Regions from separate parts of the Mus musculus genome. Here region 1 is linked to region 2. Evidence: chromatin contacts called from public Hi-C data. All regions are on one chromosome and are shown on one strand. The core of a region is the stretch at or near the end of the contact, and the rest is flanking DNA. Distances in the headings are between cores, read along the strand shown.

Evidence for each region. Hi-C and Micro-C count contacts between places; a contact is called where the count stands out from the background.
Region 1: a contact with region 2 is called in a Hi-C map of uterus, with 3 times the contacts expected there. The contact joins two enhancer-like sites. A contact is called at or near these places in 2 of 15 datasets of contacts at CTCF or cohesin (large pre-B cells and pro-B cells), 31 of 484 Hi-C or Micro-C datasets (B cells, the C2C12 cell line, the G1E-ER4 cell line and 22 more), 4 of 115 datasets of contacts at active chromatin or transcription factors (astrocytes, embryonic basal ganglia, embryonic limb bud and 1 more) and 1 of 9 other capture datasets (embryonic stem cells).

What each region holds. Positions count from the first base shown.
Region 1 is chr5:103,926,158-103,928,906 of GRCm38.p6, reverse strand. No RefSeq gene overlaps it. Among named protein-coding and RNA genes, the nearest start is that of Klhl8, 16 kb to the right of the region's middle. Within about 2 kb of position 1,301, at least 127 of the 459 cell types and tissues checked have an H3K27ac peak or open chromatin away from gene starts, as enhancers often do. A contact at or near this core is called in cerebral cortex and uterus, where this site is marked.
Region 2 is chr5:103,335,423-103,338,122 of GRCm38.p6, reverse strand. No RefSeq gene overlaps it. Among named protein-coding and RNA genes, the nearest start is that of 1700021F02Rik, 9.8 kb to the left of the region's middle. Within about 2 kb of position 1,347, at least 59 of the 459 cell types and tissues checked have an H3K27ac peak or open chromatin away from gene starts, as enhancers often do. A contact at or near this core is called in cerebral cortex and uterus, where this site is marked.

The DNA.
Region 1 (2,749 bases), core at 52-2,551, 590 kb before region 2:
TTCTGTAATGAGGACCCTTTGAACTTGCAATGACTGGGCCCACTAAAGAGCCCAAGGTGAGGGCAGCAAAGACCACTGGCTCTGAAGAAAAACAGATTTAAAACACTCTTCCTAAGTACGCAGTGGGGCCTGGAAAGCAGAGCTGCCCCTGCTTTTATAGTGGTTCCTTGGGGATGCTCTTGCAAGAGGAGAAAACGCATTTATTATGAGTCCATGACTGTGAGGCAGCCCTGTGATACAGCAGGGACACTGGTCTGTGGTAGAGCTCCTGCTTAGCAGGGACACAGCCCTGCCTCTATCCATACCCTCCCTCTCCAAGGAGCCACCAACCTAAAACTCCCAGCATTTGAGCTGCCTGCTTCTTAGTACTGGCTCTAGCTTATCCAGATAGATCCTGTGCCTTTGTGAACACAAGAGCCGTACTAGGTCCAGAATGCCAGAAATTTTACATTTGCAATATATTTTTAAAAAAACAAAACCCTTTATGGATTGTTTGTTTTGGCGTTACTCCACCAAGACTTAAGCAATCTACAAACGCTCTCTAGCAGTGAGCTACATCCCAGTTTTTATTTTTTACATTTACGGTTGTCTTAGGGATGAGAGTACAGAGCAATTTTCTAGCACTTGAGAAGTCCTGAGTAGCCTCGCTAGTGTAAGCAGAGTAAACCCTGCACCCAAGTGCCTATTCGTGCAAAATCCCGATGGAAAGGCCAAAAGTACAGTTCAGTGGCGGTGGACGCGTGCCCAACTAGTCCAAGTCCATGCTTGGCTCGATTTACTGCTTTGAGGTCTCTCCGTCGGAGAGAGGCGTCGTGGTGGCCAGAAATGAAACAGGATCAGGACAAGTCCAGGGCCCTCAGTCCCCCTCATGGTTACACCACTGCTTAACAGCTCCACCACACCCCAGTATCACCACAGCAGGCATAGAGTCATTGCCACATGTGCCTTTGAGGGGCGTTTAAGAGCCAAAGTCTCCAACTACAGCAGAGGACCTAAAAAGAAGGGACTGTATTGGATGAGAAAGTTGCATGTTCTTGAAAGCAAATTGTGCAGGCTCTGGGGATCCGCCAGAAGTTCAGAGTGCTGAGCTGAGAGAACTGAACTCATCACGGTGAAAAGAAACGTAAAGCGGATATACTGGTGTGTGCCGTGCGCCGCGGTGCCTACGCCGAAGACGCTGAGGCAGGAGCAGAGCTTGAGCTCACTAAAGGGAAGGTGGGAAGACCTTTACAAAAGCCTAACCGCTGTTCTAAACTTTCCTTCTGAGCCTATGAGCTCATTTCCTTCACTACTACTCCTTTACCAAGACCGTCCAGCAGAGGGCGCTCCGAGCGTTTACCAATTATTCAGTGGCACTCAATCCCTTCTCCACTACGCAGTTCCAAAAATAAATTTGACCGTTCTTGGGCTAGTTAATTGACTGGTCCTGTTTACTCCAGGAGGACATTAGGACCTAGTGGACTCTGCAGTTTGAGAATAGGCCCTTTCTTAGCTACTCTCCATGCTTAATAATAGAATTAATATCTTATTATATATTGTATATAATATGTATTATTATAGAAATAATAGTAATTTAATAATTTAAATACACACTTTGAAATATTGTCCCTCTTTCTCCCCTTCTTCTCCCTCCCTTCCTCCCTCTTTCTCCTCACTGTATCCCAGCGATACAGAGTAATTTTTCGTGCTTCATTAGCTATATAGCCCACACTGAGTGATAATTTATTGATAATTACGACTTTCTCAAATATTCTCTATCCAATTCATCTTAAATGGTAGTCCGGGATATTTTTATGCCTTCTCCTGGCGGTTTAAATACATCACAACGTTTCTGCATCTAAAGGAGAGATCCTTGCAGGAGAGAATGCAGCGCTGACTATAGCAAATAGTCGGCTTGTCTGGGGGTTTTTAGCTTATGAGATGCCTAAATAATGATGAAGACATCTTGGAGACCCCCTAAAAGAAGAAATTTTCATGGAATAATGTTTAAAATAATAAGTAAAATAAGGGTCAGCAAGATGGCTCAGAGAGTAAAGGCACTTTCCAACAAGCCTGACGACCCGAGTTGTAGCCAGAAACCCACCTAGGCGAGCTAACTCCCACAAGTTGCCTCTGACCACACACTGACTGTGATGTGCATGCACTCCACCTCTTGCCACGCAGAATAGTGTACTTTTAAATTTTAAATTAAAAATAGTAATACATTCAGGCTGGAGAAATAGCTCAGCAGTTAAAAGCCCTTGCTGCAGCTCTTGTAGAAACTTGTGTGAGTTCCCAGCACCCATACCTAATACCATAGGTCGCACGCCCTCTTCTGGTCGATGTGGGTACTGCATGCATGTGGTAGACGTACGCAGGCACACACAGAAATAAATTCATATTTAAAAAATAATAATTAAGAGCCGGGCGTGGTGGCGCACGCCTTTAATCCCAGCACTCGGGAGGCAGAGGCAGGCAGATTTCTGAGTTCGAGGCCAGCCTGGTCTACAAAATGAGTTCCAGGACAGCCAGGGCTATACAGAGAAACCCTGTCTCGAAAAACAAAATAAATAAATAAATAAATAAATAAATAAATAAATAAATAAATAAATAAATAAATAAATAAATAAAAAACAAAAAGGGATGAGGATGCAGTTAAGTTGTGGATTTCACGCATGTGTGAGGCCTTGAGTTTAGATCTCCTGGCACCACAGGGGAAAAGGAAGAAAAGAAATTGAAATACTTTGACTTTCTCCTGTGGGTTATCTAA
Region 2 (2,700 bases), core at 98-2,597:
ATGTGGCCACCCTACATAAGCCTCACATTTCTGCTTCCCACTCTTACATTTCTCTGTTTCTGTAAGTTGCATGAAGGGGGCAGGTTTTGCAGCTTTGAGTGATGAGGAGGCAGGGTCTCATTAATACCTTGAACACGTCCATTAGAGGAGCTGTTCAGCACTCTAAGGACCCTGGACATGTGGGAGATGAAGTGCATTTGAGTTATAGAGAACTTGATTCTTGACTAGAGTTCAGTAAACTCTAATATTCTAATAATGTTTGTATGGGATGATACAACTACATAATAGCTTCTGTTTTAATCATTACTAATTTATTTCTAATATTAGTGTGAGGTTTGTGGCCTGGCGTTTTTGCACCACCCTTTGTGTCCCCGTGACGCCTCAGAGCATCAGCAGACACCCAGTGTAGACTGCTCCAGCTCATTCATGTTTTTGTTCATCTGCTACCGGCTTAGTTTCCGTACTGTTCAAACAAATAAAGAATCAATTTACTGAACGATTTTGAAAGAAGAGTCATAACCATATGTAATATCTCTCTAAAAAGAGCCAACTGACCTAAAAACGTGATTTCGTGAACAAAAATCAAAATGAAAGGAGTCATCCAGGGTTCTGGAAAAAAGAAGCTTAAAGAAATAAACATGACAATCAATCAACACAATCAAACAAAGGATCCTTTGGAAAGGTACAATTTCTGTCTGACAAAAGTCTCCCCTTTTGACACAGAAAGGGCCCTGGGAGACCTGCTGGGGAGAGCAGGGAGAGGTAGGAGGCATGACAGGGACACAATGTAAATATTGTGACAGCTTAGTCACAGGAGTGAAGCGCTTCAGGCATTCTCACATTTTAACCCTACTGTAACAGTTACAATTCTTGTATAGCTAAAATCCAAGAACCAGCTCTTTGTATCTCTCAGTATCCCAGCCTGAAACAAAAAGTCAAGTTTAAAGCTTTGCTAGGTAGTTGTGGTTTGTCTAAATAGTCCTACTTTTATTTTTATTAGGCGTAACCTAGAGCCCTGTAATGGTTTCGCTGTGGCCCCCCACTTTCAACACCTTCTGGTAGGATGAGAGATTTCACGCTGAGGCGTGGTTAGGACAGGCACCAGTTTAGTCTGAAAATTTACTGGGTGAGGAGTTCAAGCTTGGCAGATGTTTCTGGCCATCGTATTTTTTTTTTTTTTTTTTTTTATCAAAACATTGCTTATTGGGAGAGATAAGCCAACCAATTATAGACTTCACATTGCTACAACAGGGCATAGTCTTTTGAAACGGGTGGGTGGGAGGAGTTCCCAGTGTCTCCTCTTGTCTGATCTTCCCTCCGTACCCGCCCCTTTGTCTGCAGCCCTCATAGCCTGTCTTCTCCTGAGGGGGATGGAAGGTAAAGAGAGGGAGGGCCGCAGGGTAGAGCGCTTCTTCCTGCAGACAAGATTTATGTTGGGATGATGACTGTTTGAAATGAAATCCATAGCACTAGATTTAAAGCAACATTAAATAACGCCGACCCATGATTCATAATCACTGTGCTGGGTGCTTAAGACCTAAGGCTTAAGCTACGGGCTGTGTCTCCCCACACATGAATTAGACAGGTGTCTACCATTTGGAAAAGAAACAGTCTGTCTTGTAACATTAAATTGCTAGGATATTATTTGTATGTAAACAAGTCCAACATCACCTCATTTAAGACCAGCTTTGTCCTTCAAACATTTTACTGGGAAGGAAAGTGAAAATGTCATGAAGAGTTTGGTTTTGAAGGCACTGAAGCGTCTCCTTCGCCTTCAGTGTTGCGGTTCCTTCTGTGGTTTTTCCTTTAGAATCGGTAAAACCCCACGATTGGGCTGCACTTGGCTTTAAATAGCAGAGAGAAGTAACTCAGTGCTGCCAAGTTAGGGAAAGCAAGCAGCCAGCAGCCGAACACCAAGTGCTCACTGCTTTCCCGTCAGATTGGCAGTTCTGACAGATGGCTACATGGGGTTAATTTGAATTTCTTGCCTTCTAAAAATCCTAAGGCAACTGCTCTCTTGGGCGCCTGTTTCTAGCTTTAAATCTTTGTCTCCAGTGAAATAGACAAAGTGGCTGCTCAGCCTTAAAAACAAATAAATCTCCTTAAGCACTTCTCACCACCAGAGAAGGTTCATTATGTGCCACAGCCAGGGTCAAAGCTCACACAATGGGTGAGGGACAGACCGAAATCTTTCAATGGAGGCTAATTAGGAGGTAAAGCCAAATGGAGTTAAGGGGCTAGATATGGTAAAAAGCAAAAACAAAAACCAGAACGTTAGAGAGTAGGAACAAATAGTTTTCAAAAATAAAATAATAACTATTAAAAGGCTAGGCTTTTTTTCCCCACTTTTGTGGTTAAAAAAAAAACTTGGATTAAATCTATTTCTGATAAAGTAAGAGGAATTGAAATCCAATTCCTTCTATAAAAATTAGATTTTAAAGCTGATGGCTACACATTTATCACTTTAAAAATTATCTATCTATCTACTTTGTGTGTGTGTGTGTGTGTGTATGTATGTATGTATGTGTGCATGTGTGGGTTAGAGGGACAGCTTGTGGAAGACAGTTTTTGTTGGCATTTAGTCTAGGCTTCGCCCCACAGTTACCTGGCAATAGCCAGGTGTGCCTGACTCTCTATAAAAAGGGCTCCTTGCCCCCCCCCCCCCACTTTGTTGCTCTCCTGCTCTTGCTCCTGTTCCAG